Regions from separate parts of the Gossypium arboreum genome. Here region 1 is linked to region 2. A link is a contact called in public Hi-C data. All regions are on one chromosome and are shown on one strand. The core of a region is the stretch at or near the end of the contact, and the rest is flanking DNA. Distances in the headings are between cores, read along the strand shown. Region 1 holds the start of LOC108457208 (probable E3 ubiquitin-protein ligase LUL4). Region 2 holds the start of LOC108456224 (transcription factor MUTE).

Region 1 (2,700 bases), core at 95-2,594, 970 kb before region 2:
CTCCATAAATTTGTTCCATTTTCTTTTGCTTGCACTGTCTTTCATCTCCTGCTTCATTTATTTGTCTTACAAGAGCTTTTATTATTTGTTTTCTATTTGAGTTGGATGTGTTCAACTTGAGTTTTTATCGATTTTATTTCCACCAAGGGCTGTTTCATGTTAAAGGATAGCATTTTCTAAGAATTTATAAGATTTTGCAAATAAATTTGAAGAAAATTAAAGAACATCTGTCAATAACACAATAATATTTTGATTTAAGGTAACATATAAATATGAAAACAACTAAAATACTTAATTGAATACTCGAAATAGATATTCAACAAAACCAATTAGAATATCAAGAAACAAAAAAAAAAAAAAAAATACCCTCAAGTTTGAAATTGGTACCCCCAGTGTGCAACAATTTTGTTTGCTTGCAAGAAACTACATCAATGGGATCTAAGGTAGGCTATGGGAGGACGAAGGAGAAAAGAATAAGATGAGGACAAATATGGGAAATGAAAGAAAAAAAAATCGAGAAAGAAAAGAAAAGGTGCAATATATTTTTATTATTCTTGTATATATTTTTTATTTATTAATAATTTTTAATTTAATTTTTAGATGATAACAATATCATAATGTCACTAATAACATATGTCATTGTCCGGTATTGTCACTTGTTCCAGACTTAACGATGTTAAAAAAAATATCAAACTAGTTGACGAAAAAAAGTTCGAGTACTAATCTGGGACAAAAAAAACAGTACCAATATGGAAGAAGTGGACAAATTCGATTACCAATTTTATATTTAACTCTATTATATATTAAATAATATTTTGATAATTATCTGAGGACAAAGTGGGACAGGACGAATTTTTCCTAAATACAAATCTATCTAATTAATTGGAGATCAAGGCCCGCTCTTAAATCAAATCTAAAAAGCCGATTCTATCGTATCACATTGAGTCGAAACCCATTTAATTAGATTTTTTATCAACCCTAAATTTGACCAATAATTATATAAAATAGAATTTAGAACACAAAATTAGAGATGTGAATGGGTGAAGGCTTAGTTCTAAAATATTTTTCAAACTCAGGTTAGTTTTAAGGTCAGTTGAGCTAGTAAAAAAAATACACCTTATACTATTTAAAAATATTTTTTAAATTATTATTATTTTATATATTTTATAATTAAAATTTAATTTAAAATAAATTTTATTATTTAAATTGAATTCAAGTCAAATTGAATTAAATTAAAATAGAAAAATCATTATTTAAATCCCACCCAAATTAAAATAGACCTATCAGGCCAGAGTTCTAAGATGTATTCAAAGCCTAATAAAATTGTAATAAAAATTTTATTATTACAGAAAAATAGAAATTTAAACACAGACTTAAAAGCAAAAAAGTCAATAATGAATTAGAGTGTTAGGAACTTTCATTGGTTTCACCAAACTAAGAAATAAAAGCAACTCTCTTCCTCAGCTGTCCATTTTCTTGGAAAATTTTCCTTTTTTCCCTTTCACTTTCTTTCTCTCCAAACATGGGCATCTCATGGAGCAACACAAGCAATAGCAACCGGAGGAGAAACCAAGCTTACCTCCATGGCCCTCCACCTCCTCCACCTTTCTATTATCCCCAAGAACCCACTTCCCTTCCTCCTCCGCCACCTCCACCGCCATCCCAGCCTTCTACTAGCCACCCTTATCCTGCGCATCCTCCACCCCCACCGCCTCCAATTCCCAACAATTACTACTGTTCCCCACCCTACAACCCCTGCTGTTACTCAAACCCTGTCATGGGTCGTTACCCTATTCAATATCCTCCATATTTCGCCAACCAGGCTAGTGCCTGGCCCCCGATTCGTGCTCATGCCGTGGCGGCGGTGCCGCCTCAGCCGCCACCTCCTTATGTGGAGCATTATAATGCCAAGAAAGTGAGGAATGATGTGAACGTGCACAAGGATACGTTGAAGCTGGAAGTAGACGAGCAGAATCCCGATCATCACTTGGTTTCTTTCGTTTTTGATGCTTTGTTTGATGGCAGGTAATTTTTTTCAAAAAATTATTTACTTTTGTTGCTTAATTTTGGGTCTGGTTCAAGTTCTTCTTTTTAGAGGAAAAAGTAAAGATGGGTTTAGTTTAAGGTTTATTACTTTATTTTTGGATGAAAAAAAAATCAAATAAATGATAGTTGAAATATTTATTTGAAAGCATGAGTACATAACCAATGGAAAAAACAAAATGTAATCCTAATCAAACCCGATGTTAGTGTAGCTAGTTTGATATGAAAAACCAAATTGAAATTATAAAAAACTGTTCTTTGGTCATTAAATGATTAAAGAAAGATAGAGAATTAGATAATGTAATAGGGTTTGGATGTTATATGGATTCCAAAATAGTGCTTGTAACTTCATTGCGTTTGACAGTGATGCCATGAACCTACCAAATCTGAAGGATTAAAAATCTTAATGCAGCAGCAGCTAGTCCTTATACTATTTAGAAGCATTTTTGCTGCTAGGATTAGAAATCTATTTGAGGCAAGATACAATTCACATTTTTATGAGCAGATGAGCTTTCTTATTTGAGTTCGGGATTGTGCATTTGGTTATTGCTTTTCTAGCTTTAACTAATCAAATGTGAGTATCCTTATCGTATATGCATTAGGAACTATGAAAGCTATATTAGTGAATGTGGACTGTAATTGATAGGCTTACTCTTC
Region 2 (2,700 bases), core at 97-2,596:
ATATATGATTAGAAGCACATAATAAATGCATATTGGAATGTAAAATCTCTTTCTATCAAAATAATAATAATAAGAAGTAAAATCTCTCATCTTCTACTCATATATTTAACATTGTTTTATATATATATATATATATATATATATATATATATATATATATAAAGCATTTGTTAGTGGCCGGAGAACATTAGTTATTTTTATTAATCTAATATCCCATTGATAATTAGTTAGAGTTGAAACCATAGTTCATGAATATAATGGAAAATAACAATTTTTCATTGATTATTTCTTGATACAAAGCACACGTGATATTTATTATCAAATTAATTCTTTGATACATTGACAAATTTATGACAAAAAGAGTATAACCCCTAAATCCTAAATTACCAGTAATATATTCGTCAAATTAGTACTGCAATATTATCAAATTCGTGTTCCATGTCCCGTATTACTTAATACAATGGACATACCTTTATGACAAAAGGGGTATAAACCCTAAACCCCTCGACGCCAACAATAATATCAAATTAATTCCTAGCAAATTCAAGTCCATTAAAACTCTGACGCATTATTTAATGCCGGCAATAACAACTGTGGTTGAAACAAATAGATAATGATCATACCTTGATGACAAAGGAGTATAAAAAAGTGTCTTCCATGCTGCTGATGTTGACGTGAAGAACCTCAAATGAAAATTTCTCAAGCACAGCTATTATCTTCAGAATTTGACCGGGTATTCGTCCGCACACGATCTTCAGGACGACGTTGGATCCGGTGATCCTTGCTTCAACATCCGCAAGCGATGAGTTGCAACAAGCACCGACATCTCCCACCGGTTCGAATCCAATGGGAGAATGGTTAGGTTTTGCGGGCAAAGGTAGTGGCCTTGGGGTACTTGGACTAGGGTTAGGGCTTAAGCTCTTCCTTTGTTTCTTCGATTCCAAAGCTTGTAAAACTTGTTGCAACTCCTTGATGAACTCTATCACACCACCTATGACCGATGCTTGGTCACCCTATAGAAACAAAAAAAGAAAAAATGAAACCCTAAAAATTAAGAAATTAAGAAAGAGAAAGACAATTAGGGTTCAATCTCGCAATCTTGATATCGATCGAAAATAAAAGGAAAAAAAGAAGGAAGAGTTAAGTTACCCTCTTAATATAGAAACAAGGGGTTAAGGAACGCAAAACTTTGAGATGCTCATTCATTTGCCTTCTCCTATTTCTCTCCACAGCAATATGAGACATGTTCACAAAGAGTTCAATTCTCAACTAGGGTTTTTATCTTTTATATATGTATGTGATGGATCTTTCAGATGTAATGCTTTGACATGAAGTTGTTTTTTTTGTTTGGTGGGGTTTATATATATATATAAGAATATTAAAATATAGTTGGGAAAGTGGTGGCTGATGACTTAGTTGGGAAATAAATGCTGTGGGATGCAGTCTCGTGAGGGTTGCTTTGGTTTACTCTTTAGAAATAAGTGTCATTACGTAGAGCTCACGTTTATTATCTTGGAACAATTACAGCCTTTCCTCATGTAATTTTGCTCATCTTTTAACTGCCTTTACCTATTTTTCATGCATTTTCCCCTCTTCTTACTACTCTATATATGTCTTTCATGCATGCACTGTCTTTATAGTGAGTAAATAAATTGTCTAATAAAATAAAATAAGCCATGAATGTAGTTTATATTACTTGTTTTGTCCACGTGTTGTTTTATGATGACATGTTTTGATTAAAGGGTCAGTAGTTATTCCCTTCATTCTAAATTCTAATAAACTTATCACACTTTTGACTTTTGGCGATTAAATTCTTTTGACTTTTGATTTACTATTTTTAAAATTTATCATTAATAATTTTTTTAAAATATTACTTAATACTTTAAATGTAGTAATTTTTAGACTTAAATCACAAAATGATATCTAAATTTTTAAGTTGGTATCTAATTTTTTTATCACAAGTGATGTCTAAACTATATCCCATTACTTAAAGTGATACCTAAACTATACTATTTTTTTCAAATTTATACCTAAACTTTTTTTTTCTTACAAGAGATACTTAAACTAGACTTTGTTGCCTGCAGTCATACCTAAACCATAGTCTATTGTCCAAATTATCTCGACCATTAAAAAATCTTTTTAAACAATTATTTTATAACACGTGACACTTTTAAATTAAAATAAAATAAAATTAAATTAAAAAATTTCAAAAAGTTTTTTACACTTTCTCCTCCCGAATCATTCTTTCTTCTCTTTTAATGAAATTTCTTTTAAGCTAGAAACAAATTTATTGAAACGGTCATGGTAAAAGCGGTGGTACAATATTCCAGATTACAAAACCAAGGGAAAAAGATCTGCACCTATAAGTGACAACAATCATCCAATAACACCAGGCTTGCACCTATAAAGGTCATACAAGCTTATCAGATTTGACTTGCAGACCACCCGACAGAAAGCCTTGATTAATCGCCATTAATTTGATAGAACAGACAATTCAACACAGCTACGAATCATTTCGCCTCTCTACGATCTAACAAGTCCCAACCAACGCAATCATAAGCATAATCCCCCTTCATTCTCCTTGGATTTAGTCATTCAGTGCAAGATTTCCTTAGCCAACAAGATTCCATAAAAAAATTGTCAACCTTCCACCAAGGCACATTGTGTTTCGCTGATAATCTTTGGTATAACCCTTTCTTT

The links. Hi-C and Micro-C count contacts between places; a contact is called where the count stands out from the background.
Region 1: a Hi-C map of leaf shows a contact between it and region 2, with 3 times the contacts expected there. The contact joins the promoter of LOC108457208 here to the promoter of LOC108456224 in region 2. A contact is called at or near these places in 2 of 5 Hi-C or Micro-C datasets (both in leaf).

What each region holds. Positions count from the first base shown.
Region 1 is chr9:54,237,231-54,239,930 of ASM2569848v2, reverse strand. LOC108457208 (probable E3 ubiquitin-protein ligase LUL4) reads left to right here and starts at 1,344. Exons shown (of 4, transcript XM_053019314.1): 1 at 1,344-2,025. The coding sequence starts at 1,523.
Region 2 is chr9:53,264,134-53,266,833 of ASM2569848v2, reverse strand. LOC108456224 (transcription factor MUTE) reads right to left here and starts at 1,346. Exons shown (of 3, transcript XM_017754821.2): 1 at 1,150-1,346; 2 at 624-1,013. The coding sequence starts at 1,245.